4 separate regions of the Mus musculus genome follow, and all the other regions are linked to region 4. A link is a contact called in public HiCAR-type and promoter capture Hi-C data. All regions are on one chromosome and are shown on one strand. Each heading gives the region's core, a stretch centred on a gene start, on an enhancer-like site or on the middle of the called end of the contact. The rest is flanking DNA. Distances are from core to core; before and after follow the strand shown. Region 1 holds the start of Tango2 (transport and golgi organization 2). Region 2 holds the start of Zdhhc8 (zinc finger, DHHC domain containing 8). Region 3 holds the start of 4930588K23Rik (a long non-coding RNA gene). Region 4 holds the start of Rimbp3 (RIMS binding protein 3).

Evidence for each region. Promoter capture Hi-C pulls out the DNA fragments that hold promoters and counts their contacts. HiCAR-type assays count read pairs that join an accessible place to other places.
Region 1: a HiCAR-type map of astrocytes shows a contact between it and region 4, with 3 times the contacts expected there. The contact joins the promoter of Tango2 here to the promoter of Rimbp3 in region 4. A contact is called at or near these places in 1 of 39 promoter capture datasets (liver) and 1 of 115 datasets of contacts at active chromatin or transcription factors (astrocytes).
Region 2: a promoter capture Hi-C map of liver shows a contact between it and region 4, with 2.7 times the contacts expected there. The contact joins the promoter of Zdhhc8 here to the promoter of Rimbp3 in region 4. A contact is called at or near these places in 3 of 39 promoter capture datasets (cranial neural crest, liver and pre-B cells) and 1 of 115 datasets of contacts at active chromatin or transcription factors (thymic regulatory T cells).
Region 3: a promoter capture Hi-C map of liver shows a contact between it and region 4, with 6 times the contacts expected there. The contact joins the promoter of 4930588K23Rik here to the promoter of Rimbp3 in region 4. A contact is called at or near these places in 2 of 39 promoter capture datasets (both in liver).

Annotation. Positions count from the first base shown.
Region 1 is chr16:18,340,506-18,347,525 of GRCm38.p6, forward strand. Tango2 (transport and golgi organization 2) reads right to left here and starts at 3,405. Exons shown (of 9, transcript NM_001359109.1): 1 at 3,293-3,405.
Region 2 is chr16:18,230,713-18,238,457 of GRCm38.p6, forward strand. Zdhhc8 (zinc finger, DHHC domain containing 8) reads right to left here and starts at 4,424. Exons shown (of 11, transcript NM_172151.4): 1 at 4,195-4,424. The coding sequence starts at 4,298.
Region 3 is chr16:18,604,397-18,611,766 of GRCm38.p6, forward strand. It overlaps 4930588K23Rik (a long non-coding RNA gene), which reads left to right and starts at 2,266. Exons shown (of 2, transcript XR_384719.3): 1 at 2,266-2,327; 2 at 3,435-5,349. RefSeq lists enhancers at 1-233, 1-2,227, 27-233.
Region 4 is chr16:17,203,523-17,210,531 of GRCm38.p6, forward strand. It overlaps Rimbp3 (RIMS binding protein 3), which reads left to right and starts at 4,613. Exons shown (of 1, transcript NM_001033338.3): 1 at 4,613-7,009. The coding sequence starts at 5,192. It overlaps Gm22129 (a small nuclear RNA gene), which reads right to left and starts at 2,376; the gene lies at 2,270-2,376.

The DNA of each region.
Region 1 (7,020 bases), core at 2,155-4,654, 1.1 Mb after region 4:
ATAAAATAGGATATTCTGTTTAGTTTGTTTGTTTGTTTTTTGAAACAGGAGCCCTGGCTGATCTAGAACCAGACAAAATATGGCATTTCTTTTTTAAAAAAAAGGGGACGGGGTGGGCTAGAGAGATGGCTCAGTGGATAAGACTGCTCTTTCAGAGGTCCTGAGTTCAATTCCCAGCAACCACATGGTGGTTCACAACCATCCGTAATGGGATCTGATGCCCTCTTCCGGTGTGTCTGAAGACAGCTACAGTATACTCATATACATAAAATAAATATATCTTTAAAATAATTTATTTATGCATCTGATAGTTAGCTTACATGCATGCCTATGTGTACCATATGCATTCCTGGTGCCTGCAAAGGTCAAAGAGGATGTCAGGTTTCCTGGAAGGCGCTATCTGGTTGCTAGGAGCCAAACCCAGAACCTGTGCAAGAACAAGTGGCACTCGGGAGGCAGAGGCAGGCGGATTTCTGAGTTTGAGGCCAGCCTGGTCTACAAAGTGAGTTCCAGGACAGCCAGGACTATACAGAGAAACCCTGTCTTGAAATAAACAAACAAACAAGAACAAGTGCTTTTAACTATAGAGCCATCTCTAGCTCACAGCTTCTCCAGAGAGGATAGAGGCAAGCACTAAGACACCTTGCCAGTAGACACAAGTGTCAGCAGTATACCATGGGAGTAGTTGCTGGGACATGGAGGCATTTTTTTTTTTAAGTTTGTATACATGACTTTTGAAATCTCAAAGGGGAGCTGGGTGTAGCATGCACACCTGTGATCCTCCAACCTAGGAGGCAGAGACAGGAGGATGGCCAATTCAATGTCAGCCTAGGTGACATAGCAAGACACACACACACAGACACACACACACACAGACACACACACACACAGAATATTAAAGTTGACAGCACCCTGGAGGCCAAGAAATAAGACAGCCAGGAGCTCAAGGCCAGCCTGGGCAACATAGCAAGTTCTAGTCTCATCAAGACTATATTGCCTCAAAGAACAAACAATGAATAGTTGAGGTAAGAGGTGAAAATGGTACAGATTATCTCAAAAAATCAAGTTGGCTTGAGGTGATCTTGTTGTCAGGAGCCCTTTACCAAGCAGGCCCTGTGGTCTGAGTCAACACACGCCAGACTCACAGTTACTACTGTTGTAAGCTGACTGACACATCACCAAAGGACGAACTCTGGCTCTTCCCCACCTAGTGTCAACAACAAACTTGGCTCTGTTTCTAGAACTCCTCCAAGCCTTCCTGTCCTGTTCTTTGTACAGGTGATCGGTCACCCACATCCAGGGAAGGGCTAAGGGGTACCATATATGAGAGCAAGTAGGTGATCAGACTGCATCTAGCTGAGGCAGGGTGGAGACACAGGCCAATGACGTGAAGAGAAGCAAGGGCAGGACCTCCTCCTGGACCAGGGTTAATGCGTTTGCCAGCAAAAAGCAAGTGGCCCAGCACAGTCAGTGCTACGGGTGCCGACGCTTACCAGGATTTTCATATACAGATATTTTTACATTTGTTTGTTTGTTTGTTTGTTTTGAGACAAGTTCTCACTGTGTGGCCCTGACTAAGCTCACAGAGTTCTGCCTGCTTCTGCATCCCAAGTGCTGGGATTAAAGGTGTGAGCCTCCATGCCTGGCCTCATTTACAGGTATTTTATGTTAAGATAACAATACACTTAAGGCCTGAAAAAAATGCATATGATCTTGGGTATGGCCTTATCTCTCTTCCCAGACACAGTTAGAGAACCTCAAACAAAACTGTTGACAGTAAGATATCCTACCTTCCTCTATTCCCAGGGCTGAACTTTTGACTTTGAACCTAGTTAGGAGCCATGAATAAGACAGGACTTTTAAACCTCACTCAATGAGATGCATCAGAGAAGCGGAGAAGCTCCGAGCCCAAGCTCTGAAGTATGTTTTACTTTTTTCTTTTGGGCACCTCTTTTGTGCCTAATCTTCATACTTAAGCCTCTATTTAAATATCTTTAACACAATCTCCAACTCTGCTTCCTAAACTGGCTAGCCTGGAATTCTTTTCATCATCAAAGCCTGGTGTGATCTGAGACTAGGTCCTTAAAACTAGGGGAAATTCTCAGGCTGCTGACTTGACAGCTGGGAGCTGGGCCCCTCTGCCATGTGTCCCCCAAACACTTAAAGTAAAATAAAGACACAAAAGTAAAATGAAAATGTGGGATTGGGGACCATGTGGGGGAACCTGAAGAGATGTGAGCACCACAGCATCTCACATCCCAGCAGCAACACTAGGAATCTGGAGGAGGGGCAGAGGCTCTGTTCTATCTGGGAACAGTCACCCTCTCCAGCAGACCACATGACCCAGGAGGTCTCAGGGAAAGGGGAAGAAGCACGGGCCTGGAAGCCAATCACCCTGGCTTGCAGCAGCCTTGGAAACACATGCCTCCTTGGCTAGAGTTTACTTCACTATGTACAAGGTTGGACTAATGAAACTACCTTAAAAAATTGTCTAGAGGACATGTCTCTCACCTGTCCCTTATAGCTGTCACATCTACCCCATAGAAGATGGCTGAGCTTAGTAGTGGCAAAACGGTAGTCAGCAGGCCCAGACAGCAGACAGGTCTGCTGAGCAAGGCATTTGCAAGGGCATAGGGTGCACTCTAAAGACATGACTTATCGGGCAGAAGGAAACATAGGAAAGATGCTGAGGGTACATGGATGGATCTCAACATCAGGGCCTCCTTGTCCACTGTCCAAGAGGCAAACAAGCAAAACCTCAGCTGCCAATGAGCCTAGAGTGGGGCCAGACCTGGCCTGGATGCAGCCTACACGCAATGTCCTCCCGTTCTGAGCAAGGGTTCACTACGCCAGCCCAGTAAAGCCCATATCAGGCATAAGAATGACCCAGCACTTGCTGTCTACTCTGACATTCTGTGAAGCCCAAGGCCCCATCGGAGGTTTCAGAGTGAGAGGGGCGACATGACTAGGCTCCAGAGTAATTCTTGACACTGGAGACTGCAGCCCTTCACCCTGCAACAACCATGCAGCTCTCTGTCCCGCCAATCTAGCCTCTTACACAGCAAGTCTGCCCCTGCTGCCGAGACCCTTCCCCGCACCCAATCCTGACAGGGATAAATAGAAACATCTTCCAGTACCGTGAGGGTTTTGCTTTCAATTATCAGAGACAGTCTGGTCTGGTCTGTCAGACTAGAGTCCCGAACCAGCAGGCCGTTTAGTTTCCATTTAATGCCTTGGAAAGGGAAAACTGAATTATGACGAGAAGGGGCGGACCGCCTCGTCCTCGACCAACCTGATCCAGACCGCGTTCCAGGAGCCCGGCGCCCGACCTTGGGTCAGCCCCGCCAGGAGCGCAGCCCGCTAGCCCCAGCCACCCGCTGCACACTCACCGCCTCCGCCGCCGCCGACTTCCGGGTGCCGCACCCGCGGGCTTTAGCCTCCAGCCCAGAACCCGCCCGGCCCGCCTCCAGAGCGCTCGCTATTGGGCGCAGCAGCGAAGGGCGGAGCATCGAACCCAGAACCGCGGCCTTGTTGGCCGTATGTGCTGTCGCTTAGAGATATAGCGCTCCGCCCCCGCAGCTGCACCAAGACTGGAGATGCACCAAGGCTGGCGATGCACCAAGGCTGGAGCTGTGTGGGCATCTGGTCCTTTCATGCAGCCACAGCTCCTCAGCCTGTGGGTTATCTCTGTGAGACCCTGCACCCCGCCCGGTTCAGGCGCTGGACCCACCTCCACCCCCTTTAGACAAAGTCCTGGTCTTTATCTCTAGACCATATCATCTGTCCCAGATAGCCCTCCCCTCCCTTTGTCGCCTCCAAGTCTTACTAGACTGCCTGTATCCTTGGCCTCTGACTTCTCATCTATTGTATTCCCTGCACTAAAAAACAACACAGAACACGGACTTCTGCTCCACCGTGCCTTCCATAGTCCTTAAGAAGTCACAGAGGCTGTTCTGTGAGTCCAGACCCCCAAGGATGAGGAATTTACCATGCTTGAGCTATGTTTGGACAATGACTGGGACATTTAGAACAGGGCCAGGACAATCACTGGGGGCTTCCTGTACCTGTTAATATCAGGTTGTGTAAGGGGCTTGAGCATCCATCGCTAAGGTGGAGGGAGCATCAGAGGTCCTCCCCAAAGTGAGTACTCAGTACAAGGATCACAACCACATTAAAGACAATGATACTGTACTACAGACTCTCAACCCAGTTGACTTGATACCCAGTTCTCATTCACTCCACTTGAGAGATGTAAATATAATTGCTCAGAGCAGTTAAGCTATTCACTTGAAGTAAAATAAAGGGCTAGCAAGATAGCTGCCTGGGTATAGATGCTCGCTGTCAAACCTGGCCACCTGTGTTCCATCCTTGGGATCCACATGGTGGAAGGAGAGATCTGTGTCCTTTATGTTGTTCTCTGATCACCACATGTGCATTGTGGTATATACTCACAAAATAAAATGTAATTGATTTAAAAAAAAAATGCCGGGCTGGTGAGATGGCTCAGTTGGTAAGAGCACCCGACTGCTCTTCCAAAGGTCCGAAGTTCAAATCCCAGCAACTACATGGTGGCTCACAACCATCCGTAATGAGATCTGACTTCTGGAGTGTTTGAAGGCAGCTACAGTGTACTTACATATAATAAAAAAAAAATAAATAAATCTAAAAAAAAAAAAAAAAAAAAATGCCAAGTGGCATTAGCTGCCTGGACGATCTAGGTGCCATGGTCCCAAACTTCAATGCTGATGTTTTGCAGAAAACTGGAACTCAGAGAGGCGAAAGCAAGGCTGTAGCCAGACCCAGTCACAGCTCTGCCCTCTCTCACACAGCCTCACCAGCATTCCTCCTGAGAACTAAAGGAAATCATTTGCAAACATGACCAGACTCCGGAGACTATGACTCCTGGCCAGCAGGTGGCAGACCTAGCTAGGCACTTCCATTCTTCCTCCAGCTTAGCACAGTCACCCTGTGCTCCTGCCAGCTGTCTCCATCTGAGCTGCCAGATCACTTGGTCTACAGGACTAAGAGGTAGTCATGGACAAGCAGGACACGGGCTTGAGGCTAAAAGAGCATGGTCTGGGATATAGCAGATACACAGTAGCTTGTCCCCAAAGCACCAAGCCATGAATTCAGAGTGGGACAATGGCTGGATATGCTTTCTCATCAATCCTATCCATAAAGAGAGATGTAAGAACATGTTGAACAGTGGTTCGAATCCCATCACAGGCAGCAGGTGGCCCTTTGGGGGCGGGGGGGATTTGAACCTCTGCCCCAATTTTTTCCTTAATTATTTATTAACTTTACATCCTGATAGCAGCTCCCCTCCTTCCTCTCCTCCCAGTCCCAAATCCAACCCCCTATTACACCCTCCCCTCCTCCTCATAGAAGGGGGAGCCCCCCTTGGGTACCACCCCACCCTGGGACATCTAATCCCAGCACACCCTCTCCCTCTGAGGCCCAACTAGGCAGTCCAAATTAGGGGAAGGGGATCCAATTCCTGCCCCTATTTTTTTTTTTTTAATAGTTATGCACTCTGACATTCTCTCCCATTTGAGTCTGGCTCATTGTTCATTCCTCGAATGGGAGCTCACCACTTTTTGTAAACACCTTTTTAGGATTTAAGTGCCAACTAGTTAGGAAGTTCTTCCTGACAAACACTTCCTCTCTGTGGCTTTCCCCAGCACTATCCCTACAGAAATGGCCAGCAGCTGGATGGATAAGGAGGATGGGGGGGGGGGAGTGGGGGGGGGAGTGGGGGGGGGGGAGACAGACAGAGCAAGAAACACACACACAGTGAGAGAGAGAGAGACAGAGACAGAGAGAAAGACAGAGAGACAAACAGAGAGACAGAGAGGCAGAGAGAAGGGGGGAGATATTCATTATTGGCCCTGGTAAGGAGACTGTAAGATAGCAGCCCTGAAACCTATCTGAGCTGTCTCTATCCACCCTGATTTCCTCTATGCAGCTGATGATCAGGCTCTAAAGCAGCCAGGTCTCTAAAAGGGGACATTCCTACACTGGGAGGCTATGTCTCCCTTTTGCCCTCTTCTAGCAGAGAAAAACCTGTTCAGCCTCTGTCCCATCAGCAAGTATGGGGAAGTGGTATGATCCAGAGCTATGGGGTCTTCAAGAGAGGTGCTCCAGGATGAGTACGGGCCAGGGTAGAGCTGGATTGACTAAATCCACTTCTAACTGAGGAAAGAGAGTCCCCACCACACAGCAACTTAACCAGAAAGACAGCTGTAGTTAGTAGAGAGCTGTAGTTACAGCTTTACCTAGAGAGAGCTACCTTCTTGGAAGACTCTGCTTTCTTAGAGTTGCTCACTCTGCCTTGCCAGAGCTGCAACAATATCTCAATACCAGGATGCCAAATGGTGTTCATTTCAAGTAGCAATACCAACGGATTAGTAGCAACTGCCTTGACTCTGAAAAGCTCCTGGTATCAATTTGTATTGTAGGCGACCCAGAAGTGAGCTCCTGCTCCAGGCATTTACTTTCTTTGTCTTCACCAAGCAACCCTTATTGGGTGAGCACACTGGACTCAGCATAGGTGGGTGAAATATGACCATCTGGGTAGACCCCCTACACACACAAACGCACACACACACACACACCCTGGCCTCCATTAGCACTATCTGTAAGGGGCCTTGGGAAACACCGACAGCCCAGAAGAGTTGCTCATTTCCAGTGCACTCAGGATAAGAGGCTTCTGAGCAAGCACAGGCCAGATTCATTTCCACAGTCTGCACTTCCATCTCCTGTTTATGTTACAGCATCCCCCGTGGGTCCCCTCCACTGCCTTATGTCACTGCAGAGATGTGTTTGGTGTGCTTTACCTAGTAGGGAAATATGTGTTTATCTTTTCAGGCAGTGGATAAAGCTCCTTGATATTTCTCCAAGACTCAAAGCAGGGCAGAGGAAATCGGGACACCAGGGTGTAGTGGGGAAGAGATAAACACATAATTCCCCTTTCCCGGGAAGAGGACGCTTTTCATTGCCCCGGGGAAAGAGCAGTCTCAT
Region 2 (7,745 bases), core at 3,174-5,673, 1.0 Mb after region 4:
CTGAGCTATGTTTGGCAGTTTGCACTGGTAGGGCACCTCAGTAGTATTAAGGTACTGGACAACCTCTGTACAACATGAGCAAGCACCGCCTGCATAAACATAGCAGAGCCAGGAGTGTGTGTGTGTACGCGCATGCGCCAGCTATGTGTCAGGGGGCCTGATACACTTTGAGCTCGAGTCCAGTCACTGTCCTTGTCTCTAAGCTCCTAAGGCTTGACCTGGGTCCTCTTTGGGTGCTGCATAAGGTCCACATTTAGAAAGCCTGTGTGCAAGGACAGGGTTGTGGGGGAGCACAGCACATACTGGCACATACAGAAACATGGGCACACATACACAAAGGCACAGAAGCACAAACTTACAGCTCACAACCATATGAAAGCACAACTATTCCACATGAGTGAACAACGAACAGCTGCAGACACATGTACACACAGGAAGACTTGCATGTAGACACTGTGGGCCCACACACCATCTAGACACACCTGCACATTTGCTCATGCCCAGAGACATGTGGATGTGGACACTTGTGAAGACACCCAGGTGGTACCCTCCTCTCGGGTTTGTATAACCCAGATCAGCTGCCTACTACCATGGGACTCAGGCAAGCCTCTGTGTGCTTTCCATTGCCTTGCACACATGGCAAACATAAGCAGACACAAGGACCACTGAAGCCTGAAAGGATGTGTGAGGACACACAAAGAAACAGGAGAACATTCGAGGACATGCCAGCTTTCCCAAGAGATGTTGCAGGCAGGAGCACTAGGTACTTGTGTGCTTAGCCCTCTACTTAGTTTTAGTGCTTGCCTGTAGAGTCCACCCTCTGCAGCCTGAGCCTATGAGACACACCTGGCCAGCCCTACACTGCTTCCAGGGGGCCAGCTGGAGCAGGGTGGCCTGTACAGGCATCTGGCCTTCAATGAGCAGGCAGGCTACGACCTGCTACGTTCCTAAAGACTCTTTGCTGGTTGGCTCAAGCCCTGCTGAGGACTGGGTATGTGTGTGTGAGTGTACACATGTGTTCCTAGCTACGGGCTCTGAGCACCTAAGGTCTTTTTTTTTTTTTCAGTTTTTTTGAGACAGGGTTTCTCTGTGTAACCCTGGCTGTTCTGGAACTCGCTCTGTAGACCAGGCTGGCCTTGAATTAAAAAATCTGCCTGCCTCTGCCTCCCAAGTGCTGGGATTAAAGACATGCGCCACTACTGTCTGGCCCACCCAAGGTCTGAAGATGCATCCTGAGCAACAGTAACTCAGGCAAGAACACAAGCCATCATTATGTGCCCCACCCAAGTGGAGGTCTGGAGGCCCACGTAGGCCAGCAGAGAGACACCACCCAGTAAGGGGGTGACTTCAGGGACAGAATATCTGCCAAAAGCCAAATGTGGAATGGAAAATTTTTACTCAGACATTTTATTTTAATCAAGTTCTTCATTAACACTGTCTAAGATCACTGCCCTATGGGGCACCCAGGGCCACCAACAACAACCACTCGCCCTCATCCAAGGACATCCAAGGCACTGTGGAGAACTAAGCAACTACACCCACCTATGTTATCCCTAGACATTTGGACAGGAAGAGTAACAGGCTCAGAAGAGCAGGACACCCTAGCAGGAGAACTCACAGTTTTCAAACCTAGTCTCCCTCCCATGATGCTCCAGTCCCCAAGGCTACCAGGGGCCAGAAACAGACTGTCTACTGTCCCAGTCTGGGCTTCTTTTTTTTTTTTTTTTTTTTTTTTTATTTTTCAAGACAGGGTTTCTCTATACCATCCTGGCTGTCCTGGAACTCATTCTGTAGACCAGGCTGGCTTCCAACTCAGAAATCCGCCTGCCTCTGCCTCTACTGGGATTAAAGGCATGCTCCACCACGCCTTCTAACCACACAGAGAGCTCAGGCCCTCCTGAATCCAGCTCTAACACTCTAGGTGCCCAAACGGCCTAACACAGCTCTAGGTTTAGCCATCCCCAGCCTCCACCACACATGTCCTTTTGAAAAGTGGATTCTCCTGGCCTGGAGGAAGCCTTTGGACCCATCCTAACACCAAACCCAGCTTAGCACTGTACCACAGAGAGAGATACACAAACCAGCACAAGGCCGGGAGGGTTCCCGGGAAAGGAGCTCACTCTCCCATCCTACCTCCAGGGAGTTCATCCCAAATCTCACACCCTGCCTACCCCAGTCTGTTCTAGAAAAGCCTGGATGTCTGCTGGGCCAATTACTCTCTTGGTGAGTGGGAAGGAGCCCCTGGTCCTTCAGCCCTTGGGCTCCCCTTCTTTTTTTGTTTTTTTCTGGTTTTTCGAGACAGGGTTTCTCTGTATAGCCCTGGCTGTCCTGGAACTCACTTTGTAGACCAGGCTGGCCTCAAGCTCAGAAATCTGCCTGCCTCTGCCTCCCAAGTGCTGGGATTAAAGGCATGCGCCACCACCGCCCGGCGGGCTCCCCTTCTTGACTGACCAGATTCTCCTCCGCACCTTGAGAGAAGCAGTTCAGACTCACAAAGAGGAGATCTAAGGGTCACTTACGCCAGGTAAAGTTTCAGGACCCGATCTAGGCCCCAAAGGTAGGCTGAGCGACTGCTTCCTTTTCTTGGTGTCTGAGGTGTCAGTGGACGGAGCCAGAAACAGGGCAGGAGGGAGGCAATGAGAGGACAGGGATTCTATCTTGAAAAAGACACCTACTCCAGGCTGGCCACCAGACCTGCCTATACCCTGGCACTGCCCAAACGAGCACAGCTGTCCAGCAGAGCCTCTTCTGAGAACAGAGCCACCTGAGTGTCAGGTCAGCAATACCCACATCTCAGGAACTCATCCAAGGGGCAGATGAGGATGCACACAGACTGAACAGGGCCCCAGTCATGCCAACTGCAGAGCCAGTTCAAGTCAGAGTAGCTGTCCCTTAAAGAGAACCCCAAACCTCAAGAGCACCCACATGCACAGCCCCAGAACACTAGCTTCAAGAACACAGAGGAAGCACTGCCCAGAAAAAACGGTAGCAACCTCAGAGACCAAAGCTTGAGGCAGAGTCAAGTTTCCAGGAACCACCTGGGTCCTCTGAATCCTCTGAAACTACTTACATTCTCTGAGGAGAGAAAGCAGGGGGAGAGGATTTTAATTTCTCTTAAAACTTTGATTCCCATATTGCATGTCTTAATTTTAGAGTTATGTTAAAAGACATCGAAATGTCCCTGTGACACCCTCTCTGCACTGAAACAGAACCCCACTCAAGACCTCTGGAAGACCGAATTTTCCAAGATATGTCCCCTCCAGTCTTAGCTCCCCAAGCCCTTCCTTAGTCCACAATCCACAACATCTGAGTGACAAGAACACAGACTTTCCCTGGAGCCAGAAATAAGCCCGTCCACACAGGCCTTTTTTAAACTTGCTCTTTGCAGCCAGTGGCACATACCCAACCCCAGCCTCCAGGTAAGGACTCTCCTCCCACAACAGGCACTGAATTCAGACTCCTACAAAGGCTGCTATATGTTTCTACAAAGTGGAAAGGGTGGCTCAGGCTCACTTACACCTGGGGCTGTCACACCTGGAAACAAATGGCCATCCCTTTGGTCACCTGAGTTGTGTCAAGGCTTTGGAATTGTAGAAAGAAACGAGTGGTCCGAGATTCAGAACCCCATGACCTATGAGCCAGCCCGGGGTAAGAAATTGAGGCTGCCTAGTGCCAGGCTGGCAAAGAGTGCTCCCTCCCCACGACTGGCAGCCTAGCCTCTGAGGTCTTTTGTGCTCCAGACTTAGAAGTGTAGGATAGAAGCCTCTCAGTGTTGTGTTCAGGGAGGGCTGAGGGCCTTGAGTAGGCTGTAGTGGCCAGTCACGGCTGTGGGGCAGGCCACACCTACGCTGAGAAACACAGAAATAAGTTGATTTTACATGCTGGCCGCGACGAGGGGGCTCACAGCTCCTACTCCCCCCCTCCCCCTAGGAAGGTTGGTGTCTGTAGGTGACACGCGTCCCCCTTCAAAGCCCCGAGGGAATGAAAGGCTGCAACCACACCCAGGGCCTGCTAGAACGCTCAGAGGCAGGCATTCACCTGTCCGTGCTCCGGGGACGCAGCCCCTCGCCGCAACCTGCTAATCCGCCCAGCCCACCGCCGCCCCCGTGGGGCACGTGCGCCCCTTCGGCTCCCACCCCCAACCTCCCTACCCCCACCCGCTGCTACCAGGCTCTGGACCCGGCGCCGACTCACGTGAATACGAAGAAGAGTGTGCTGGAACCAACCAACAGCGCGGCGGCCGTGGCCACCGGGATGTACTTGGCGGGTTTGAGGCGCGTCCCGGGGCTGCGGGGCATCCTGGGCGCCGCGCCGCCGCATCCCTCCCCGGGCCGGGCGGGCGGGGCCGGCCGGGTCGGGCCGGGGTCGGGCGCGCGGGCTGGACGCGGCGCAGGATCCGCCGCAGCGGCAGTGGAGGAAATCCCACCCCACGGGCGGCGGCGGCGCGCTGATGTCAGCGCGCCCCTTAAGGTGGACCCGGCGGCAGGGCCGCGGCGGGGGCGGGCTGAGGGTGGAGCGCCGGGCGGCCAACTCCTCTTTTGCGGGGTAGCCCGACACCCCACGCACGCGCAGCGCCCATCTGGACCGACAGGACAACGGAAAGCATGTTCTTTTTCTCTTTCTTGTCTGTCTCTTCCTTTCTTTCCTTTTTTTTTTTTTCCTTGCTACCGCAGGCCCTAACCCGGGAGCTCTCTTGGGCCTACATGCTCTCCAATCACAGTCCCGGGACAGGCTGAAGGTCCCCTGGCAGTCACTGGGGTGTGAGCGAGATTTCTATGACAAGGTAGGGGTATCATGGCTATCCAAACCTTAGCCAGTTCTCAGCCCTCCACACACTAAGAGTTAGGTCACCGAGTTCCTCTGTGTCCTGGCTCAGGCCGCAGGCTTGATTGAGGCCGTGTGTAAGAGACCTAGGAACGCCTTCGGAAAGCTGGTGTCCTAGGGAAAGTGACTGAACCCTGCTCTGGCCTTGACTAGAAAGGCTGCGCATGCTCACCACCCACCCGCGAGCAAGCCCACCTGCCCGCGCCAGGACGCAGCTGTTTAAGGTGGACCGGCCCTCCAAGGATGCTGCAGGCATCTGCATTGGCTTCCCCTAGCAGATCAGTTTTAATGTTTTGAGTAAGAACATGGTCAAACCCCACTGCTTGCCTTAGCCACTCCACAAGGCAGCAACATTTACTTTGGAAGCTTATTCAGGGCCTGAACAGGGTGCTGGCTGACGATTCCCCCAGAGCCGCCCCCAGTCCGGAGGCTCTTCTCCATCGTCCACCCCTCCCCAGACCAAGATAGTGGGAGCCTTCTTCCCTTGGTTGTTGCTATCTCCTTCTGTAGAGCCATAACCCAGAGTCCTTCAGCCACCTCCTCCCTACAACACTGCTTGTAGGCCTGGGACTCCTTGGCTCGCCCACAGCTCAGGGTCGAGTGCCTTAATGTAGAAACAGCTTTTCAACAGCATAAACAGTGATAGATTTTCTCTCAGATTTCTGTCCTGTTGGTCATTCCATGCCAGAAGACGTAGCTCAGGGTCTTCCAGCGTTGGTAAGATAGCAGTGATGTGACCTCACAGTGGAGAGCAGAGTGGATACAAACTCCTTTCCGCTCTCAGGTAAGTAAGTATCCAGCTGGCCCTCTGCATTAGGCACACAGTTCAGTTAAATTCGCCCGACTTTAATCTTGTCCTACAGCCCCTAACATAGAACGCTCAGAACCTCTAGGGCCTCTAGGGCCCACAGGAGGCTCCACGACTCACAGCTCCCCCACTGCAGAGTTCCTTTGGGATTAAGTCTACTCTCATGTTATATGTAGGGTACCAAGGCAGCCACACTACTGCCACAGTCTTGTAGGAAAATAGCAAACACTGGTCGTGGAGAGTCCAAAACAGTTTTAGGTGGGGCAGATGTAGCTGCTGAGGCCAGAGCCCAGAGTGATATGGTACCTTTCTTCCTGAATAGGGCTGGCAAGGCAGCAGGGAGCCACTGGAACACACAGCCTAGGAGAGCCGCAGAGGGCCTGAAACAGGAATGTAGAGTGGCAGCCAGCACAGCAGAGGGACTGAGATGGAGGTATAAAGCAGCACTCCCCACAACGGTGCTGACTTTCCATGCTTTCAGCTACCCACAACCCAGTTATTAAATAGAAGTCCATAAATAATTCAGATTTGTGTACGATTAGCCGGGTGTGGTGACTCATGTAATACCAGCTCTTGGAAGAGTGAGACATGGAGACTACCAGCCTTGGCTACACAGTGAAACTCATCTCAAAAACTAAAAAGCTGGGTGTGGTGGTACATATCTTTAATCCCAGCACTGGAGAGGCAGAGATAAGTGGATCTTAAGTTTGAGGCCAGCCTGGTCTACATAGTGAGTTCTAGGCTAGCCAAGCTATGTAACAAGAAACTAAAATGGTCAGGATGCAGCAGTTTGGTAGAATGCTGGCCTATTAAGGCACGGCACCACAGGGCTTAGAAGGATCTTAAATTCAAGGTTATCCTCAGCTACACAGCCAGTTCAGGGCCACCAGCCTGGGCTATGAGGCTATCTCACACTAACCATTTAATAACTATACTATGCTGCTCTCATCAGCCTTGGGTGTGAACTCCTCAGCTTCCCTATTTCCTCATTTGACACGCTGTAGCTTTCTTGTCTCAGTATCCCCAAAGTGCAGCAGTAGTGATGCCAGAGGCCCTGTGAAGCGAACTTAGGAACCTGTGCTGAGGTTGCTAAGCCCTATAGTAAGGTACAATATCCCTGATTCTATTGCAGTGTATCTGGCTTCATTACTCTGAACCTTCCACTATGTCAACTTCCAAACTTGCCACAGGTGTGTATGCACAGTAACACACAGGGCTTGGCACCCCCTTAAGTTTACAGCATCTACTGGGAGTCTTGGAATGCCCCCATGGATAAGATATATCTGTTTCTTTTATCTTTTCTTCTTCTTCTTCTTCTTTTTTTTTTTTTTTTGGTTTTTCGAGACAGGGTTTCTCTGTATAGCCCTGGCTGTCCTGGAACTCACTTTGTAGAACAGGCTGGCCTCAAACTCAGAAATCCACCTGCCTCTGCCTCCCGAGTGCTGGGATTAAAGGCGTGCACCACCACGCTCACTACATCTGTTTCTTACAGTCTTAAAACCTGTTAAGACTCCACCCTACTTGGCTCAGTCTCTGCGTCAGGATATAATACCAGGCTAGTTACCTGTTGATGTCCTTCCTCCAAACTATTGTCAATGGGGCACTCAAGACTTGAAGCAATGCATGTCTTCCTTGGCTACACCATCTATAGTATGAACCACTTCCTTGAATGTACATCAGAATACAACCTGAGCACAGGACAGCAGTGTCCCTTAGCCAGTTTGTATTTGCAGAATAGAAGGAAACCTTCTGGGTCTGAGTCCAGGATTTATGCCATGAGAGCCATCACAGCCATCCTCCTCTATTGCAGATACATGGGGAGAAATGCCAAACACTGGTCATAGGAAGAGACGTCCTACTTATAAAGTCCTCTCCCTAAGGGCATTTACCCCACTCAAAGGTTCATTTGCCTGTTACTACAAGGTAAAGGGTACTTGAACCTGAATCCTCAGTCCAGGGCCCGTGGACAGTTCTTCCAAGGCCACCTGTAGCCAATGTCTCAATTCTACTACATCAGGCCCCACTACATACACATATCTCTTCCTGGGATGGAGAAAACCAAGAAACAGCCTTTAGTTGGCTTTAGAGAGCAGCTTGGGGAATGAAAAGGTGC
Region 3 (7,370 bases), core at 1,016-3,515, 1.4 Mb after region 4:
GGGGGTCAGGAGCTCAGCACCACCCCTGTGGCCTAAATATAACCCGAGCAGGCGGCTGGCCGGGAATAGAGACCTCTGTCAGCCATGAGCAGGTGTGGTGGGAGGATAGTCATTGTGATTGGCAGCAGGGTGGGTGGGCGGGCAGGCAGCCAGTCACAGGTCATGTGAGTGTCCGGTGGCAAGACTGAGGGTGGAGCCTTGTGTCCTCACAGGACTGCCTGGTGCCCGTCTCGCCTGCTCACCCATGCCCCATGTCTAGGCTGCTGACAGGTTCTCAGGAAGGATGGACACCCAGCACACCAATCTGGCCTGACCTGGCCACTGTGGCTGGCCACATTCTGGTCTCATGGGGACAGACCTGGCCAACCAGTCAAGTGCCACCACTGAGCATATTTGAAGTCCTATCTCTGGTACTTCCCATTGTTCCTCTGTCCTTGACTCTGGAGCTTTCTGACCCCTGTACCCTCAAGACCCCTGCTACCCAGTGATTTTATCCTTATTCTCTTCCATGGCAACCCCCCACAGCCCCTGGATCTCCTAGACACCTTGAGTCCCTTGGCCACCTCCACTGCTTGGCCAGTGTAAGTGGACTTGTGTTACAGCCTCCAGCCTGGAGGTAAGGTCTTCTGAGCTCTGGGTCACTGGAGTAGGAGCAGGGCTCTAAAGCAGTGCATGCAGCTCGGCCCACCCATGTCCACTCTCAGACAGCATCCTGGACTCTGGGTCTTGTCAGGGCTTGCCTCCCAAGTCCAGCACATGCCCATCCATGTCTTCAGCTCCACGTCTCCCCAGCACGGGCCTTCTCTCCTCTTGTCTGTAGCTCAGACCATCAAATACACTGAAAATCACCCCTCGGATCTGGAAAAAAAAACAGAACCTTCCTGATTTCTAAGTGTGCCAAGACCCTGGCTCAGTGATGACAGCCACAGGGGCAGAGACGGAGGCAGCCTGAAGCACAGCAGGGTCTAGAGGTCTCAACTGCCTCTTCAGGAGCAGATGCAGATGGCAAGAGCAGGCTGAGGCAAGAGTCACTCAGTGTGCCCTAGACTGCTCTGAAGGGTTTCTTTATTTAGTAACGGGTGTTTGTCCAGTCTCTATAATGTACCTAGCCCTATACTCACCACGTGACTGAATGCCAAAATTGAGCCTTAGGAAGGAGCCACAGGGACTGTGGTCTGAGAAGAATCTTGAAGAGTTGGTCCTGTTTGTCTAGCTTCAGCAACCTTCTGACATCTCTTGAACAGCCCTGTGATGAGCAGATCCCTCCTAAGAGATGAACTGGGGAGCGATAGCCCAGCCGTGCCTGCTTTCCAGGGAGCTATCCTGAAGAAGAGTGAGCAGGGGGCTTGGCACAGCTAGACAGGGACTGACAGGTAGTCAGTCCCTCTCACTAGGCTCCTGGGACCCCAAAAGGAGGAACCCCAGCTCCTGGCCCTGCCCATACAGGCCTGGGTAGGGGCTGTGGTATGAGCTTGTTTGTTCTTCGGCCCGTCTTTCCAGTTTGGAGTCTGGGTGTACAAGTGGGGCCAGGGGCCTAGACACAAGGGAAGGGGCTCTGACAGGGTGTGGATGGGGAAGGGCGGGGCCAGGTGCTGCGCTTGCCTGCTACCCTCACCTACCACTCTGAGCTATCTGTTTCCCAGTGGTGCCCTGGATGCAGGGTCTCTGGAAGGGCCCCGGGTCTGGGAACCCTCTGACCTTAGGAGTCCTAATTAATTCAGTCTCCTCTGCTTGGTGTCTGTGGAGTTCTTGGCCTCTGTGTTCCTCTGAAGGGGACCAAGAGGGTCCCACTTTCTCCTCCTGGACCCCCAAGTCCTATACTCTGTGTTTTCTTCCCACCCCAACTACAACTTCCTAAGTACCTCTCTTACTTCCAACAGCATCCTGCCCTTTACTAAATATATGTGGAGAAACCAAGGCCCAAAGAATGAAAGATGTGGAGGAAGGAGGTGTCAGGGGCAGCTCTGGCTGCTGGAGACACTCTGGCTATGAGACACCTGGGGCTCTGGAGGAGTAAGCTCCTGTGGGCATTTTCCTGGCTCCAGATTGTCAGAGGTATGACTGCAGACACCACCACGAAGTTCTGGCCTGTGAAAAATTCAAGGCCCTGTGTAATTGGCTGGACCAGAGACTATGAACAGCATCTGTCCCCAGGGAAGGGAACAGGGCAGCAGAGGCTGATGTGAGTGCTGCTCCCACCTTCCTGCCAGTGACCCTTCCACCAATTTCAGAACTGGGAACCCCGAGGCCCAGAGGCCCTGCACAGTATGCAACCTCACAGCAAGGCAATGATGGTGGCAGGCCTGTCCTGTCTAAGGAACACAGAGGTGAGGGAATCCCCTTGACATAGGATGACAGTGTAGCCATGGTCAAGCTTGGCAGGTTGTGAAAATGGTAAAAGGAGGGCAGTAGAGCTGGCAAGTGATAGCCCCAGGTCAGTGGTGATTTCTGCCAGGCTTGTGAGGAAGTTTTCAGACTGACCAGGAGCCCCACAGGCAGGTACCAATGCTAGGATTCTCTCCAGGGTGTGCTCTGCTCTACCTCAGCCATCCAGAGCCCTGTCCTGTCTGCAGGTAATGGGTCAGAGCAGAGAGTTAAGGTGAGAATACAGCTAGATTGGCTTGTGGTCCCAGAAAGACTGCCCTTTCTTTCTGGGCCTTAGTTTCTCCATCTATAAGATAGTGAAAATTGCCCAAGAAGAGCTGTGACAGGCTCATGACTTAAGGGTAAGATTGTGAGCAAGCTCTGCCGATCAAGAAAACCAGATCTGCCGGGCGTGGTGGCATACGTCTTTAATCCCAGCACTCGGGAGGCAGAGTCAGGTGGATTTCTGAGTTCAAGGCCAGCCTGGTCTACAAAGTGAATTCCAGGACAGCCGAGTTCCAGGACAGCCAGGGCTACACAGAGAAACCCTGTCTAAAAAAAAAAAAAAAAGAAAAGAAAAGAAAACTAGATCTGAGGACTGTGGTCTGGGATAGCTGAACCTGCTAGTACAGTCCACCCTAAAAGAACCCCCAGAGTAGCCTTCCTCTCTTGGTGTGCCCTTGCATTCATGGCTGGACCAGTCCTGGAACATACTTTAAGATTAGGTCCTTTCTGGCCATGGTGGCGCACGCTTTTTAATCCCAGAGTTCCAGAGGCAGAAGCAGGAGGAGATCTGTGAGTTCCAGGTCAGCCTGGCCTACATAGTGAGACCCTTTCTCAAACAAACAAACAAACAAACAAACAAACAAACAAACAAACAAACAAAGTTAGACTCTTAGGTTTTGACTGCCCCAGCACAACTCCAGCTGCCTTGCCATGCACTGCCCTCCTCCAGTATGTTATGTTCTAACCTTTCAAGGCTGACTGGAGGGAAGGTGAACTGGGGTCAGGGGAGGGAGGGGACAGAAGTTTGGAGCCAAGACAAAGCTTCATGGCCCTCTCTTACCCAGGCCATGACAGGAAGAATCCTGCCCCGTGTTTCTGTCACTATGGATCAGGAAGCAGCACACAGATCACCACTTTCATGTCTGTAACCCCAATAGACATCACCAGTGGATCTCAGATCTCTTTCTTTACTGGATGGAAAGGCTCGGCTTAAGTTCCTCGGCTCAAAACCAGACCCTGGACATGGACGTGCTCACCCAGATGGTGCCTAGGTAGGGCAGCTGCTTGTTTATTTGGTCCTGGTCTGGAATGGATTCAAGACTTCTGATGGTCTTACCTGAGCGTGGAGACCTGGGAGAGGGACCGTCAGGTTGCAAGCCCCACAGGTCTCCTTCCCCTGTGCTCAAGGAGTGTCTTGCAGGGAGTGTCCGTAACTCCCTGCTGTCAGAAACTACCACCCAGGGAACAGAGCAGCAGGTGGGGGTCTGCTCTTCTGTGCTGGCCCTGCCCCCATGAGGCTGAATGGGCGCCTTGGTGCAGCTCCGGGGGCCCCAGAAACATTTGCTTTAAGTCTTAAAATATCAGGTTCCCGAATGGCGGGACTTCCCTGGGGGCTGGCAGCAGGCAGGAGGGATTTTGAGAGTAAGATTCCCTCTGGCTCCGCCCCATTGGCTCCGCCCCATTGGCCTCCACTGAAGCCAGGCAAATGTTGTGGGTAAGCCAACAGGGCTCCGACTGGGCTCCCATTCTCCTGCTGGAGGGAGCCTCCTACTCACTCGTCCATCTCAGCTTCTCGGATGCCCCTCTGTCCTCTTCACAATGTGTGCCCTGGTGGAGGCCGGGCCCTGACAGCTTCCGTACCAAGCTTCATAGCCAAAGCTTGATTCTACAGGACCCAATAACATCTTCAGCTAAAGACGATTTAGATGAAGTGCTGTGTACCCTAAGCCTGTGTGCAGCCTTCTTTCAGACCAGAGAAACTAGGAAGAAATGACACCAGGTTAATATGGAGCTTAGTACTCCCAGTGGCTTTCAAGCAATAGGTATAATTGCACAGGGTCTTGAAGGGTGAGTAGGAGTTTCCAGATGGCTCAGGTGGGGAGGCTCATTGGCTCAAAGATCTGGGTGGTACAAGCTGGTACCTGGTTCTTGGACTAGAAGGGAGACTCTGTGGGTACAGACAGGGACAGAGGGATGTTCGATCCACTTCTTAGAACATATAGGAGCTTGGCACGGGTGCCACCTGAGGATGCAATTGAGAGCTATTAGAGATTCAGGTATTAAAAGCAGGGAGACCTTCTGCACACAATCTGGGGGGCGGGTAAGAGAGTCTCCCCAACAGCTTGTTCTGTCCCTTAGCATGAAAGCAACTTCCTCCTACTCCTGATGCCCCAGGGACCACTGCCAGGAGGAAGGCACAGCCCCCACACATCCCCACTCCCTCTCAGACAGACCACCAGCCTTGGCCCTAGGGACTCTCTTCCATGCAGAGCGGGAATTGGAGCCAGGCTGCAACAGCTGGGTCCACTCCTGCCCACCCCCCCAGGCCTACCACTTTCATTCCCAGGCCCCCAGCCCAAGCCATTCCCAGGCTGTATCTGTCCCCAAACACACTGCTTGGGATGTGGTCCGACCAGGCTTCCAGAAGACCACCAGTCAGGGTGTTGCCTTCCTCTGGCTCCCAGGATGCAGAGTCTTAGGTTGGCAGGGTTTCTTAGGCTTGTTGTCACCAGGGTAAGCTATAAAGAACAGAGGTCCCCTAGGGGACTCAACAGCTCCCCCAGAAATAGCAAGAGGGAGGGACTGAGGGAAAAGGAGCGGGAGGGAGAGGGGAAGGGAGAGAGAATATATCATTCAAGGTATACAAGACCTCCAACAGTTCATTCTGGAAGCAGCTACCTATAGATTCATGCATGTATTCAAACAGCCAGTCCTGGTTCCAACTGGTGGGTTCCACCAACCACAGAATAAAAATATTTTAAAAGGTAAAACATGATGTTACAGGACTGTAATCCCAGCATCAGCATTGGCCTGCCTGGACATGTACTGAGGCTCTGTGTAGAAAAACAAATGCTGGGGGTATAATTAGTGATAGAGGACAAACACTGAGCCACAGGTTCGAGCCCCAGCACCCCAAAAGGAGATAGTAAACTATTACCTGTGCTAAACACAGGGGTTTGTCTGTTCTCATTATCCCACAAACAACTCTCTATAGAGAAATGACACTGTCAACTGTTAGAAGTGAGCAGGACCTGGTTTCAGGTATGCAGAGACGAGCCAGGGATGAGCATCCTTGTGGCTAGGCATCATGGGGTAGCTGGGATCCAAAATGACATGGATGCTGGATTCTGAGGGACATCTGTGTCTGAATTTGATAGCTCAGAAGCACGGACAGGTCTCACTAGGAGCTACTCTGGGAGCTTTAGATGGCATGATCCTGTCCTAACCCGACTGTCTGACAACTGGGGATCTTAACCTTCATAGGCAGCAGATTGCATGAAGACACCAAGGGTGTTCCATCCCTCAGAAGATCCCAGCGGCGGCAGCATGCTGGGCTGGCTGCCTTCCTCAGGTCTGGGGGGGTTTTCTCTCAGCTATCATCTCTGTGTCATTGGCTGGACATCTTTAACTGCTGCCTAGGACCGGGCTAGGAGCTCTATCTACTCAGGCTTTCTCGATACCTCCCTAGTTCAGACAAGTTTCACAGGTAGGGAAACTGAGGCAGAGAGGTTGTAGAGATGGCCAAACCTGGAGGGATAGAGGCGATAGGTATCCCGTGCCTGCCCATTGTGGCTGCCCAGTGACTCAGAGGCATGGCGAAGGGGTGAGGATAGGGTAGGGACCAGAGACTGGCCCTGGAGAACTATACTACAGCCATACTGGACTTTCTTGGCTAGGGCCTGAGGAAGCAGAGGCTGAAGCAGCTTTCTCAGTCCCAAGGAACCAGGCTCAGTATCTTGGGGCGGGTCAGAGCCTTGCAGAGGATTAGGAGGTCATTGGTGCCCCTGCAACTTGAGCTGCCGCCAGCTCTGGGAATGGGCTTCTGACTCTCTACAGCCTGCTGGATCCCAGAGAAAATCCTGGAGGCCGAGTTAATACCAAGACCAATTTTTATTTCAACAAAGTTAATTCTCAACAATGTGACACAGAGGCAGGGGGATTAACCTGCTGAGGGGGACGGGAGTCCAACAGGACACCGCCTCTCCCTGCTCCTCCCCCCACAGCTGCCTCCAGCCAGAGGAGGAGCAGTTGAGACGACCCATAGAGCCCTGACAAAGGCTGGTCAAGCTCTCCTCTGTGTCCTGGGCAAGCAGCACTCAAGAGGGCCTTCTGAGGACTGAATGCGCCAGTTCAACCCTGGAAGACCCCTGGCCACACCCACAGGGGCTACCCTTGTGTCTTCCTACTCCTTGGGATGCAGTGACTAGCCTGGGAGGAAGCATTCTGGTCAGGCTTCAGGGTCTGTGAGGCATGGTGATACAGAGATGGCCTCCCCAGACTTGTCTAGTCACCATGAAGACCCCAAAGAGTAGAGGAAGGGAGAAGTTATATATAAAGGGAGTGTGCTTCTCAGTCAACCCCATTGACCCTGGCTGAGCACAGGCCTGACCAGGAAGCTTTTCCTGAAGCCTGGAAATAAATGACCTGGAGGCCATGGACTAAGGGAGGTCTGGAGCCCTGTCAGAAATTCCCGCTGACAATGAGCACATGAGAGTTGTGTGGGGCCAGATCCAGTCTGGCTGCTTACCTCCCTCTGTTCAGGTCTATTTGATCCTCTGTCCTACCCAGCTTCCCTTGGTCTGGGTGAGCACTTAGCACAGCAGACAAGCCCTTGGCCTCTGCTAGGCCTGTGCCATCTCATCATTCTGTAAATCTGAGCCAATGCCTAGTGTCAGTAGGTGGGCACTTCTGAGGGGGGCCCATAATGAGGGGACAGACATGATGGGAGGACAGAGAGGGCATGAAGGATATTGGGGCTATCTGCGTATGCCCACACCAGT
Region 4 (7,009 bases), core at 3,363-5,862:
TTGAGGTAGGATTTCTGTATATATTCCTGGCTATCCTAGAACTCACTATTTGTACCAGACTGCCCTCAAACTCACAGAAATCTACTTGTCTGGTGCCTGTTGAAGCCAGAAGAGGGCATTGGATCCCTGGAACTATACTGACAGACAGTTGTGAGCCTTCATACTGGAAGAGCACTGAGCAATCTCTTCAGGCCTACTACTTCTTTGTTAAGCCAGTGTCTTTCTTAGAATATATACATGACACTTATGAGATCTGTACACTGGGGCAGGTAGAAATTCTCTTCCCTTTGCTTCCTCGATTCACCCTTGCAGTCCTGTGCTATCCAAGGAACTCTGAAACCCCACAGAATCCAGTTTGAAAACAGCCCATGTAATCTTTCTCTTTCATTTTGTAAGTGGGGAGACTCAGAGAAAGCAGTAACATGGCTTAATCTGCCTCCAAGTCTGTAACTCGTTCTCACATATCTCAAGCACAGTGGTGTCCTGGGTCACATGAAGTAACAGGGTAGAAACCAAGAAAGACACTTTTCTGAAACCCATCTGACATGCCACAGGAGGCTCTGGCATGACTAGCAATACCAGCTGGTGAGTGAGGTGACTCTAGAGATCTACACCAAATCCTCTCTCTGGTGACAGGCTGATCTCCAGACCTCATAGCTTGAACCCCAGTCAAGTAAGTCACATGAGCTGTGAAACCACCCATATCGTCATAAAATAACAACCTAAATCCTCAGCCTCTGTTGCCAGGTGCCCTGGAAAGCCACTGACACCCATGGATCGTCTCTGCAAAGCAGCGCCTCCTAAGAGCTCCATAAAGACAGGCTTCTTGCCGGGCGTGGTGGCGCACACCTTTAATCCCAGCACTCGGGAGGCAGAGGCAGGCGGATTTCTGAGTTCGAGGCCAGCCTGGTCTACAAAGTGAGTTCCAGGACAGCCAGGGCTATACAGAGAAACCCTGTCTCAAAAAAAAAAAAAAGAAAGAAAAAAAAAAGAAGACAGGCTTCTTGTAACCCAGGATAAACTAAAGGCTAAGTATAACTGGCTTCTCACTTGCTACCCTCATCTGCTTCAGTTCTGGTTTTTGGTTTTGTTTTTGGTTTTTGGTTTTTTCGAGACAGGGTTTCTCTGTATAGCTCTGGCTGTCCTGGAACTCACTTTGTAGACAAGCTGGGATTAAAGGCGTGCGCCACCACGCCCGGCTCTGCTTCAGTTCTGAAAATGAATTGTGAACCATAATTCTCATGTTCTTGTTTCCCAAAGGTTTGTTTTTTTGTTGTTGTTGTTTTGTTTTTAATTTATTTTTTATTAGGTATTTTCCTCGTTTACATTTTCAATGCTATCCCAAAAGTCCCCCATACCCACCCCCCCTTTTTGTTTTGTTTTTTTTTTAATTTTTCGAGACAGGGTTTCTCTGTCCTGGAACTCACTCTGTAGACCAGGCTGGCCTCAAACTCAGAAATCCACCTGCCTCTGCCTCCCAAGTGCTGGGATTAAAGGCGTGCACCACCACTGCCGGGTGGTATTTTCTTTTAAAAAAAATTTATGAACCCCTGTCTCGAACCCCCCCGCCCCCCCCCCCGCCAAAAAAATATTTAATTATATGAGTGCTCTGCTGCATATACATCCTCTGGCCAGAAGAGGGCATTAGATCCCCTTGTAGACGATTGTGAGCCACCTTGTGGTTGCTGGGAATTGAAATCAGGACCTCTAGAAGAGCAGCCAGTGCTCTTAACCACTGAGTGATCTCTCCAGCCCCCAAAGGTATTTTCTATAGGGTTAGGGGAATCTTGTTAGATAAATAACTATAGCAGTAATTTGCCAGGAGCTGAGTGCACACAGTGGTTAGAAGGCCCAGGTGTTGTCAGGCATGGTGATGAACACCTTTAGTTATACCATTCAGGAGCCAAAGACAGGCATATCTCTGTGAGTTTGAAGCCAGCCTGGTCTACAGATCCAGTTCCAGAACAGCCAGGGTTGTTACACAGAGAAAACCTGTCTTGAAGAAGAAGGAGGAGGAAGAGGAGGAGGAGGAGGAGGAGGAGGAGGAAGAAGAAGAGGAAGTAAGTCACCCTGGGTACTCAGAAGGCACCACAAAGGATCTTTCTGACAGAATGTATGGCTATGGAAGGTTAGTTATCACTGTGGGTTGTTTTTTTTTTTTTTTTTCTGGTTTTATCCAAGATCTGTCTTTTTTTTTTTTTTTCCTCAAGAATAGTCTGTTAAACCACACAATGGATCTGTGAACTTGTGAACTTGAGTATTACACATAAAAAATATGGAACGCTTCACGAATTTGCGTGTCATCCTTGCGCAGGGGCCATGCTAATCTTCTCTGTATCCTTCCAATTTTAGTATATGTGCTGCCGAAGCGAGCACCACTGTGGTTTTTTGTAAGCCAGTTAATGCCAGAGCCTGGAAGAACAGGGAGGAACCGGATAGGAGGAAAGTTCCTGATCTACACTAAAGTAGCCAGACAATAGCTATATATGTGATTTTTTTTTTTCTGAGACAGATTTTCTCTGTGTAGCCCTAGCTGTGCTGGAACTCCAGGCTGGCCTCAAACTCACAGAAATCCACCTGCCTCTGCCTCCCAAGTGCTGGGATTAAAGGCATGGGCCACCACCCAGCATTAGGTGTTATTATCATTGTTGGTCTTGTTTTTCCTTGAGGGAAAGAGGAGAGTCTATTGTCCCTCGTTTGAGGTCTGGACCTTACCAACAAGCTGGCTGAAGCTTCATTCCTTGCCCACCTTCAGGCCTCTTCCCAATACCCCCATGCCCGGTGTACACCCTAAAGCTTGCTGACAGGTGTTTGCTGAGTGTTGGAACTGGGTAGGCCTGGAGACCAAGTACAGTACCCTCTATGTTCTTTCTATCTGCCTGGTCCAACCTGCATGGGAAAGACATTCCATTTTTACCTGCTTTGAGTTTGCTCTGGGCAGAGACACAAAGGTTTACTAGTCATACCCATTCCTCAAAGGTAAAGCAGCTGTATGTAGAGTCATCAAGGCAACCCTGTGGGCTAGAGCATCTTGGGAACTCTAAGCCCAGCCTGGAGAGTCCAGAAAGGCTCCTTGGAGTAGAAAACTACCAAATCAATACCAAAAGACAGGAAAAAGTGAGCAGTAGGTAAGAGGACAAGAGTAGGTTTGAGTCAGGTGTAGGGTGCACACCTGTGATCCCAGCTGTCTGGTAGCCTGATGCAGGAAGACCACTAGTGCAAGGTCAGCCTGGACAAATTAGCAACATCCTAACTCAAATATGAATTTAAAAAGGAGATGGGTATAGTGCCATGCACATACCTCTAATCCCACTTGGGAGGCAGAGGCAAGTTGATCTTTGTGAGTTTGAGCCCAGCCTGGTCTACATAGCAACTTCCAAGTCAGCCAGGACATAGAAAGACCAGACCCTGTCTCCAAAACAAAGACAAACACAAAACAAAAAATTCCACCATCGCCACTACTACCACCACCACCAGAAACTTCAAACAGACATTCATGCATGGTGCTGCATACCTTTATTCCAGGCAAGGTCTCTGTGACTTCTAGGATAGCCCAGTAGACATCAGTTCTAAGCCATCCAGAGCTACAGAGTGAGACTATATATATATATATATTTTTTTTTTAATGTTTTGGGGAGCTGGAAAGATGGCTCAAGGGTTATGGGTGCTTGCTGATCTTGCAGAAAACATGGCTTTGGTTCCTCCTCCTGAATGGTGGGATTAAAAGGATATACCACCACTGCTCATCTTAACATCTTACTTTTTTTTTTAAAGATTTATTTATTTATTACATGTAAGTACACTGTAGCTGTCTTCAGACACTCCAGAAGAGGGCATCAGATCTTGTTACAGATGGTTGTAAGCCACCATATGGTTGCTGGGATTTGAACTCAGGACCTTCGGAAGAGCATTTGGTACTCTTAACCACTGAGCCATCTCTCCAGCCCCAACATCTTACATTTTTAAAGGGGCTGAAGACTGAAGATATAATGAATAGTAAAGTGCTTGCCTATTACTTACTAAATGAGACCTTGGGCTCAGTCTCTACTACTACTAGTACTACTACTACTTCACAGAGAGAGAGACAGAGACAGACAGAAACAGAGACAGGATATGAATCTCAGTGGTATAAAATTTGCCCAGCATGTTTGAGGTGGGTGCAATCAATCCTCAGTCACTGCCACCTGCTGATTCAAAAAGGCTCAGATGCAAGACATGTTGGTCAACTCCTGCAATCCAAGCACTGGGGAAGCAGAGACAGCCTGCTCTATAGAGTGAATTCCAGAACAGCCAGCTCTACACACACACACACACACACACACACACACACACACACACACGTCTCAAACAAACAAACAAACAAACAACACAAAGTTTCAGTTGATATAAGAAAAGGCACCGGGCAGTGATGGCCTTTAATCCCAGCATTTGGGAGGCAGAGTCAGGCGGATATCTGAGTTTGAGGCCAGCCTGGTCTACAGAGTGAGTTCCAGGACAGCTAGGGCTACACAGAGGAACGCTGTCTCAAAAAAAACAAAAACAAAAACAAAAACAAAAAAAAAACACAAAAAAACAAAAAACAAAAAAACAAAACCAAAAAGAAAAAAGAAAAGAAAAAGAACAAAGAAAAGGCTTAGCATGTTGGGTCCTGCGTAGGAACAGAGGAGTTATAGCCACTTAGGGCTCAGAGCTCAACCACAAATTTAAGCAGATCTTGTAAGAAGTTTACCTAATTTCAAAACTCGACCAGAAACCCTAGTAGAGCCAGGTGAGATCTGACCAGAATCCATTTTTACTCAGGCCCAGGATCAGCGATCATCTAGGAACCCTACTGGGGATCTAATTCTGGAAAGGATTGCACACTGCCAGGGCGAAAGTGGAACAGGTCACAAAAGCCCTAAAGCAGATATGTGTGGGCTCCGAAATATGCCCGGGGTATCCGGGGAAGTTCAGAGGCTAGTTTGAAAGGGGTCTCAGGAGTTTAGGAAGAAGCGAAAGGCACTCAATCTGTGGGGAGGCGACAGGTTATAAGGGAGATCGCCCCCAAGGCGGAAGAGGCGCGCGGAGGGCACCTAGGGGCGCCGGAAGGGGCGCGTGGGGCGGTTGGCAGCGGCCGGGGGCGGAGGCCGTTGGCTAACTGGCCTACCAATACCAAACTATCTCTCTGGCTTCTTGCCGGGCTGCGGCCACAATGACAAAGGACTCACCCACCCCCTTGGGTGGTGGCCGCGCGTCGCCCAAGAAGCCAAGCAGCCCCGGCCCAGCGGCCGCAGTGCTGGAGGAGCAGAGACGAGAGCTAGAAAAACTACGGGCAGAGCTGGAGGGCGAGCGCGCGCGCGGCCGGTCGGAACGGAGGCGTTTCGCTACCCAGACGCGCCAGCTGCGGGAGTCGGCTGAGCAGGAGCGGCAGCAGCTGGCTGACCATCTGCGCTCCAAGTGGGAGGCACGACGCCTCCGGGAGCTGCGGCAGCTGCAGGAGGAGGTGCAGCGCGAGCGTGAGGCCGAGATCCGGCAGCTGCTGCGCTGGAAGGAGGCAGAGATGCGGCAGCTGCAGCAGTTGCTACACCAGGAGCGCGATGTTGTATTGCGCCAGGCAAGGGAGCTTCAGCGTCAGCTGGCCCAGGAGCTAGTGAACCGTGGTTACTGCAGCCGCTCAGGGGCATCCGAAGCCTCCGCGGCACAATGCCGCTGTCGCCTGCAGGAAGTGCTGGCGCTGCTGCGCTGGGAGACCGACGGCGAACAAGCCGCGCGCATCCGCCACCTGCAGGCGGCGCTAGACGTGGAGCGCCAGCTATTCCTTAAATACATCCTAGAGCACTTCCGCTGGCAGCCGGCTTTACCGGGACCCGCGGACCCCCAAGCCACGCATTCCTTGGAAGAGCCGCCCCTAGAAGCCCAGAGTAACACTGGTGGCACCCCAAAGCCTGCTCGTCGACTCGGATCCCTCGAAAGCCTGAACACTGGCGTCCGGGTTCATTCTCCAAACGACCTGCTGCCCACGCGCGCCGGCTCCCTCGAATCTTTGGCAACAGCACATTCCTGCTCACTGGACAACACACTGAATTGCTCCCAGGCTTCTGAATCCGAGGTAAGGGCCCCTGCGACCAGCGCGTCTATTCCAGACACCTCCAGTCCCCAGCCGCCGCCTCAGCTACCATCAATACATAGGAAACCTAATGACCTGCAGAAAGAAAGCTCCGAGAACAAGCCCTGCGAAGCCTCGACCTCCTCGCCTCCGGGTCTGGACTACCAGGAACTGGTGAGGCAGAACTCGGAGCTGGCCGAGGCATTGCAGGTGCTGGTTCGCCGCTGTTGTGACCTGCGCGAAGAAAACTTGCATCTGCGGCGTAAAGGCTTCTCCGAGGAGGCAGGAGAGAAAGTGAAATGGCTCAAGGTGAAGCACGCAGAGCTGACCGATCTCGCTCAGCGCCTTGAAGACAGGGCCCGCAAGCTTCAGGAGACCAATCTGAGGGCCATGAGTGCTCCAGTGCCAGGTGAGAGCCTCGAAGGTCTGGACCTGAGCCAAGTGTTTACCTGCCAGCGTGCTCAGGACCTGTCAGAACAGGCTGGCGCGCTGCAAGCCAAGGATCTACAGATCGAAGCATTGAGGCGGGAGTGCCACCTGCTGCAGGCGCGCATCGCCGCGGACCTTGGCAGCTCCTCGCATCCTGAAGAGGGCGCCACGTGCGCGCAATGGTGCAACATCAGTGACTTGGACCGGCTGCAGCGTGAGTCTCAGCGGGAAGTGCTGCGCCTGCAAAGACAGTTGACTCTACATCAGAGTAAAGCAGGCGCCTGGGCAGACGCGGGCAGACCCAGCACACCCTCGGAGATAACTCGGCACCAGGTGCAGGCGCTGGAACGCGAGTTGGGTTTACAGCGGCGGGAATGCGAGGAACTGAGCGTTCAGGCAGCCGCAGCTGAGCGGCGCTACGAGGAGACAGAGGCACAACTGCAGGCCGCGCTGCACAAAGGCGCCAGGCTGTCAGAGGAGAATGCACGGCTGCAG